Regions from separate parts of the Xenopus laevis genome. Here region 1 is linked to region 2. The links are chromatin contacts, called in public Hi-C maps. All regions are on one chromosome and are shown on one strand. The core of a region is the stretch at or near the end of the contact, and the rest is flanking DNA. Distances in the headings are between cores, read along the strand shown. Region 1 overlaps atxn1.L (ataxin-1). Region 2 holds the start of atxn1.L (ataxin-1).

Region 1 (3,800 bases), core at 1,172-3,671, 140 kb after region 2:
CTTGCGACCTGGCACAGAATGACTGGCTATCATTGTCGTCTGAAAGCTGTTCTGAGGCCTATGAGAAATACGTTATTGGTGTGACTCCAGTTCCCAGCAGACAGGTGTCCACATCACAATTGACACCCTCTTTGGCAGTCATACATAACAAGCCATAGAGAGGGCACCCATGGAAACTGACCTTGCTCTTGCTGAAAAAAAATAATTGGGGGGGGTCGGTGGGGTTTAAGTATTCTAGATGATTAATTACCACCATCCTTGTTTTGCAGGCATGCAACGGGTTTAACCCGTGTAACGAACACACTTTATGAGTAGACAAATCTTGCTGGTGGGAATGCCGTTTCACAACACAAGAGTAAATGAGACATAAGCTGTTTTACATGTTTTTCATATAACAAGTTAATGTCAGAGCTGTGACACTGAGTACTGGCACCCAAGGCTAGGATGGCTATCTGCGGCCCTTGCTTTCCCCCTCAATTTCACCACACCATTAACCCTATCAAGTACCAAGGTAGTCCAGAATGCCTTAATTTTCAAATGAGGAGCAAGGTTTGAGTATGAGGATTGTGCTACACTAACCCTAGGGTGGGACAAAAAACACTGGAGGACACAACATACATATAGAGATGAAAGGTTTGCAAAACTATCCAGTCAATCATAGGTGTGTGTCACTCTCTTTTCGGCTGTTTCTTGCTTTCTGCTTTTTTAATCCATTTTTTTACTTTAAAGGGGTTGTTCACCTTCCAACACTTTTTTTCAGTTCAGTTATTTTCAGATAGTTCACAATAAATAAAAACCTTTTACATTTCATTTTTACAATTTGCAATTGGTTTTAATTTTTTATTATTTGTGGTTGTTGAGTTATTTAGCATTTTATTCAGCAGCTCTTGAATTTACATATTAAGCAATCTGGTAGCTAGGGTCCAAATTACCCTAGCAACCATGCATTGATATGAAAAAGAGACTGGAATATGAATGGGAGAGGCCTGAATAGAAGGATCAGTAATAAAAAGTAACAATAACAATACATTTGTAGCCTTACAGAGCATTTGTTTTTTAGAAGGGGTCAACAACGCCCATTTGAAAGCTTCAAAGAGTCAGAAGAAAAAGGCAAATAACTATAAAACTATAAAAAAAATGAACAATGAAAACCAATTGAAAAGTTGCTTAGAATTGCCCATTCTATAACATAATAAAAGTTACCTTAAAGGTGAACCAACCATTTAAGCCATTTCAACATTAAATCAACCATTTAGGATTGTTTCGGCTCCAATAAGGATTAATTATATTTTAGTTAGGATCAAGTACAAGCTACTGTTCTATTACAGAGAAAAAGGAAATCATTTATTAAAATGGGAATTATTTGATTAAAATGGAGTCAATGGGAGAGCACATTTCCCTAATTCGGAGCTTTCTGGATAATGGATCCTATAACTGCTTTGAAGTGTAAGATTTGATTCTTTGCCTTCTTATGTATTTCTAAAGCAGCTCTGGGAGGGCAGGGGTCACCAACTCTCTAAACTGTTATATATATAAATAAATGATGATGAACTGTTCTAAACTAACACATTAGTTGTGCTTCTATAGTAGAGCCTGTTGGTCTCTTTAGCCTGTCCATCTGAATGTACATTTTATTCCTTTGCTATAGAAGTTTCCACCACATTTGATCCACAGTTATTTGTGTACCACCTTTTAAATGCCTTGTGTTTATTCACAGCTAATGCTTTGCAATGATTCACCAAGCCTTCTTGGCTTTCTTGGCCCCATTACAGTGACGTTCCACTGCTCTCTGCTGGTGGAAAAGATTTCACTTGGGTGTATGTGATGGAATAACGTGCCAATATACAAATAGATTCTTCTCATTTTTAAACTTCTTGTTACTAAACTAGTTCCACTATTATCTGTAGTCCTCTACGAAGAGGAATGTTTGCTCAGTGGTAGCTACCACACATATGGCAGTCATTATAATTGCTCTTTATGCAGCAGTAATGCACATGGAAACGCATTTTGACATTTGCCTCTGGCATTAATAAAGGATAAAAATGGCTGCAGAAGTGTAATACCTACAGTGAGCCACAGGGATAGCTTGCTGAGCCAATGGATGGCTAAATCAGACAAGCAAGTGGGAACACAGATATGACAAATCTCTCATGTTGGATGGGATGTCAGCAATGTAGCTACTTTCAACACCCGCTGACCTCAAATTTAATTTGTGCCCAGGCGTAGCCAAGAGAAAAAGCAGTACTTGTATCTATTTCCCAAGAACATTTCTATAAAATGTTAAAACCTTCCACCTTTAACAGACACTTCCTGATAACCCAATAAGTTTGTGTTAAGCACACAACACTGGTTTACACAATGCAGGGCCGTGGGGATCTTCCACTAATCACTCCAGGCAGGAGAATGAATGGTTTCACGAAAAAGAATTTGCTGGACACCGTCCAAACTCTTGCCGTGCCCACAGATTAAGCAGTGTAGAGCTGGGAGGGGTGGAAGAGGGAATTCAACCGTGTAGCCTCTTTTTAAGAAGTGATTGTGAATGTTTACTGAGAGCATAGAATTCAAGGAAGCTGAGCATGTTTGAATGTCAGCCCAGACATTAATCTGGCAGCTTTCCATTGAGATATTGGCATTAGCAAGATGTGTACACAGTGCCTGTGTTTAGTTGCCTTTGAGTTGCTTTGCTAGAAAATATTTCTGGGTTTTTTTCCAGGCTAGAGCAAAAACTCTGTTAAACAAACATCTTTATGGTTCTGTTCCCACCTTTTTGCAAAAAAAAAAAAAAAAAACAATACCAGCCTTTATGCCTTTTACTCTTTCTTCCCTATTAATAAATATTGGTATCCAGACTCTTTTTACTGTCCTCTGCTGTATTGGCCAGATGGCAAAATTCGTTTTTGTGATTTAGGTAGGTGTGTATGTAAGACACCAAACTTGACCGTTTGTTAAAATTTATCTTGATTTTTATGGGGTTTTCTTATTGTCCCTGATTATTTCTATGAAAACCCTGTCGTGTGCTTTGAAAAGTGATTCCTACCTGCTGTTTTGTCTTTATAACACCAACAGGCTCCTATATTACAAGACATATTGTGTAGGCTCTTGCTCTTAGTGGAGATTAGGGAACAATGGAGTTACTGCTGCAAATGTGCTGATCTGCCTGGGCCTAGAATCTCTGGTACATATAGTATAAGCTAAGTAAACCTTAAAAAAAAGTGAATGTAAAATTGATGATAGTGCTAGTCTAAGCTATTTTGCAATGTACATTCATTATTTTTTTTTTTATTCCAAAATATTAAAGGATACATGTACTGTTAACATGAATAAATTTTGTTACAACAGTGCCACCTGATGGTCATTTTCCAACCAGTTTGACCACTAAGTAGTCAAGAAAGTTGTCAGAAGAAAGGTGGCTGCTGTGATGTTCTTCTAGTTAGGAAAGATTTGAAAGAGGTTTCCAATTTTTTCCAAACCAGAAGAACATCAGAGCAGCCACCTTTCTTCTGACAACTTCCCTGACTACTTAGTGGTCAGACTGGTTGGAAAATGACCAGCAGGTGGTGCTGTTGTAACAAAATTCATTAATATTAACAGTACATGTATCCCTTAATACATTGGAATTAAAAATAATAATAATAATAATAATAAAAATTGTACATTGCAAAAGTTCTTAGAATAGCACTCTCATAAATTTTACATTCACATATTTTTTAAGATCTACTTATCCTTTAAAGGAGAACATATTTCAGAAACAAGTATTTTCAATTGCATTATACTCCTCAAAAATAGACGGAATGTGCTTA
Region 2 (4,129 bases), core at 1,027-3,526:
ACCAAACCCTGTTTATCAGGCTCATGATGAACACAGGCATATTTTGCTGCTTACCTGGATGAGGCCTTGCAATGATAAACAGTACTTACAATGATAAACATGTGAGGCCTTGGCGAATAAAGGCTCTGAATCTCTGCAGTAACTGATTTACTAGTGTGCTTGCGTGTCCTGAGAGAATTGGTAAGAATCCATAACTGATTCTTGGAAATCTAAATTACTATACAAACTTAGAGTACCAGACCTGCGAGCGCTCCTGCATGACATCAGCAGATATGATATCACGGTGTGACACGCAACGCTTGATGGATGTATCCGAGGGCAGCCTCCCCTTAAAGCTGCTGCCTTAGGCACAGGCCCTCAAGTGCCTTTATAGTAATTACGCACCTGGATATATGAACAACACAAAACCCGTAAGGTGTAAAGTATGTAAGGTATAATCTGGATGCAGGCCACCGTGTTTTTTACATAATTCAGCATCATTCTGACCTTGAGGGGGCCATGAGTTAAAATGAGCAAACTTGTGTGAGTACTTAAAATCAGAATCAATCGTGCTGAAAATTTCAGTTGAAATCAAGCTATATGGAAGTGCAAGCAGCTGCTTTGGACACAAGCACCTTAAAGAATGGCTTTTGTTTTTACAAGATTTACTGCAGCAATGGGCAGCCATTTATATATACAGCCTCCCAATATACAGAGACCAATGTAGCAGCAGAATTCTAGCATAATTGTACCTGTTGCGATCTACCACAAATTTCTGTGCCTGGTTTCTGGAGGCACTAAGATTTCAGCTGGGTAGTGAAAATCCTGCTTTTGGTCACAGGTTATGTCTTCCATGTAGAAGGTGGAATGTGGCAGGATAGGGATGTCCCTTTTCTCATCAGTCAGGGTTCTGCTCAATCCAAAATCTACAGGGTTCCAGTGCACTAAAGCATGATGCGGCCTATTACAGGGGTGTGGATAACATAATACCATTGATAAATGAGCCCATAGTTCTCTTGTTTTTATTGCAGACATTTCTACATAGTAGCCACTAGATATTATTTATTGCTGCCCCATAAACAGAAACGTTTAGCGTATACCAAGAGTTTACTGACATTACAGAATATTGTGTAATTGTTATAGAACATACTCATTGATACTATACCTATGATTTTTATTTTGGACGTTAATGAAATAAATATACCTTATTTCTAGGATTTATATTCAAGTTTCACCAGTTCACCATTTCTTCTACTCTTCTTCTGGAGGAAAAGAAAATAAAAAGATTATCAAATGGATAAATTTGAACTAAAGCAGTACACCCCAATGTGCAAGGTCTAATCCATGATTAAATAAATCACAGCAACCAATCAGCAGTTAACATTTGGCAGTCTACTGCAAGAATTAATTAAATTAAATATCAGTTTGGTTGCTATTAATTATTAGACCTGGCACCTGCTACTACATTGCTACAACTTTGATTCTCCTGTAATTATGTCATAAAACTTTTGATTATATCTGTAACTGTAGGGTACAATACAGTACTCAAGGCTTATCTGCCATGGTTTCTGTGGGCTCAGCAGGTCAGTCCTATCCATAGGCAATCTACAGTGGTTTCCATGTCTTCAACCTCATTTGGTTTCTTCTTCTTTCGTTTTTTTCTCTTCGATATGGACTGCCACTTCTCACTCTGTCAGCTAAGGAAACCACCTTGGAGGAATTCAAGACACAAAGAAAACATGCATTAAAACAATGGATTGTTTCCCCTTTTCTAATTGATGAATATTCGTTTAAAGCTATGGCCCTACAGCTATGGCTCCCAAAACCCCCCAGCAGCCTTCAGCTTGGTGTTGCAGTTAAACAACTGTAATTATAATATATCTTAGGTACTTTTATTTCTATCACCCTACCCCCAAGGGCCCACTTTGATATTGGGCCGGCCCGAGGGAAGATGCCATCTACCGTATAAGACAGCCTGGACAGTTTGTACCAGGTACAATGTTCAACCAGAAAGCTGTGTGTACAATTTACTGTGTTTTCTGTTACCTATTACAGGGCATTGCAACTGTTTAAAAAAAAAAACACTGAATGACATGTATGAAGGAGACAAACCATCTGCTTGCTGTGTTTTCCACAACCTATTATGTTTTACCACCAGAGGGTACTCTTCGGGGTCACCGAGTCTATTAGCATGCTTTTCAGTAACCCTCTGTTCCCTGGAGAGAGAAGAAAAAACACAACAGGTTAGTACATTCACTTGACACTTGCTGGACACACAAGTCACCAGATCACAGGCAATAGGTGCCCTTGCCGCTGTTTACTACAAGGCAGCAACAGCAGCACCCAGGAAGTAGGCTGTAATAGAAAACGGCTTTACATGAAGGGGTATGCCCAGAGCTGAAAATAGCAGGGATTTTCTTTGACTTATGAAAGAGGGAAAAACATTCACACAAAAAGGATGGTGCCTTATTCCAAAGGCTCATGTGGCGGAATGAATTCCATTGTTAAGCCTGCCGGCACAGACGGGGTTAAGTCAGAAGCGATTTCCTACATGACGTGAACATGTTAGTCTGCGTTGTTCCTCTCTGTGGACATTGAGCTTGGCTTGCCCTTACAATTCCTACTCTGCCTCTCCTCAACCTCTACTTCTCTTTCCAACAGAGGCACACACCCTACAGGAATCATGTGCACATATTAAAGTTACTCTGTGCTGCTACGTCTCTGCTCGCTCTTTCTTCCTTTAAATGATACTGAAGAAGAATCCCGAAAAAAACCCTTTTTGTTATAAGGGGAAAACCGTCATTTATAACAGCACCTACTGTAGCTGAAGAAATACAACAAGTACACGGCAGGCTGGCGGACCAGCATGTAGAAGGGGTTAAAGCCGACCGGCCCAGCTCTGTTGTGCGTATGCAATAATCTGTGTGGCTGCTTTGGCTGTCTGCCAGAGTGTTGCCTTGCCTCCACACACACACTCTCTCTGCCCCCCCCCCTTCCTCCCTTTTGCATGAAGTAGGATCCTTGAGCTGTTGCAGAGGCAGCCAACTGCTCCATATTTGGCTTCTATTACACATTTACATACTGGAGAGAGAGAGGGAGAGAGCTGTACTGCAGACATCATTTCTACTACAGTAGAGGAGACATACAAGACCTGTCTTTCTGCGAGGGGGGGCAGAGTAGGAGGAAAAAAATGCAATAGCTCAGACACCCTCTTCATCCAACAAGCCCTTATACTGCACTTTACAGTAAGTCGATTTTATTTGTGTCACTGCTTTGCCGTTCTGTTCATGCAGACCTTAGTGGGCAAGTGCTATGCATGTATGTATAAAAGCATTTCTGTACTGAACCCTTTCTGGGCTCACATATATATATAAGCCTTGCAGAACTACAGACCACAGGCTTGTTTTTCCCCTTCCTGCTTTTTATTCTCCCTGAAAGAAGCAGTCGGAGATAAGAGACATTTGTTTTATTTTTCGGTTTGCAGAAATGATCTAGTGTAGTGCCTAAGAGTAGTGCACCGTAGGCGCAAATGTTCTTAATGAGTGCCACCGTGTGTATTTCGTGTAGAGTGAGGCCTGCTTTGCATAGTAACTGAGAGTAATAGAGAGTTTTAACCCTGATCAGTAATAGGGAGACTGCAGTAATTGCTTTCCCCATGGGGTAATGTAGAGAGCCAGTGTGAGTGTGTGTACGAGAGAGGAGAGCACACATTTATGTCACCTCTCTTAGTCCCCTCCTCCTACTGTCTGATCTATCAGTCTGCTTCTCCTCTATGGAGACCACCTGGTCCCAGATTACTATGGAGAGACTTGCACAATCTTGCCATTATTTTGATTGTAGGGTTATTCCATTATTCATGAACATAAAAGAACTGGCAGGGTTAGAGATATAGAAAGCTGGAAGGCTGAATGGAGGTTAATTAGTCATGCCCGATCCACTGCTGGACTACAATTACCGGCATCCCCAGCACTTCTCCCCACTCTTATTAAGCATAGGATTTCTAGTATGCTTTTATTATTACTGATATTGAGCTGTTTTTAGATAAAATGTACATGTTTTTGATCTAAATGAAACAGACAAAGCTGCATTTTAGCTCTTAGGTTGTACTTCCACTACATTCCAGATTATCATTATTGTTGTTTAACTTTGA

The links. A called contact is a pair of places that touch in the nucleus more often than the background predicts.
Region 1: a Hi-C map of the XL177 cell line shows a contact between it and region 2, with 3 times the contacts expected there. The contact joins the enhancer-like site here to the promoter of atxn1.L in region 2. A contact is called at or near these places in 2 of 4 Hi-C or Micro-C datasets (the XL177 cell line and the XTC cell line).

What each region holds. Positions count from the first base shown.
Region 1 is chr6L:98,806,105-98,809,904 of Xenopus_laevis_v10.1, forward strand. All of the region lies in intron 5 of atxn1.L (ataxin-1), which reads left to right. Among protein-coding and RNA genes, the nearest start is that of gmpr.L, 83 kb to the right of the region's middle. Within about 2 kb of position 2,422, at least 1 of the 7 cell types and tissues checked has an H3K27ac peak or open chromatin away from gene starts, as enhancers often do.
Region 2 is chr6L:98,668,869-98,672,997 of Xenopus_laevis_v10.1, forward strand. atxn1.L (ataxin-1) reads left to right here and starts at 2,277. Exons shown (of 7, transcript XM_018267818.2): 1 at 2,277-3,224. It overlaps LOC108719147 (a long non-coding RNA gene), which reads right to left and starts at 2,921. Exons shown (of 3, transcript XR_001936169.2): 1 at 2,799-2,921; 2 at 2,092-2,195; 3 at 1-1,689.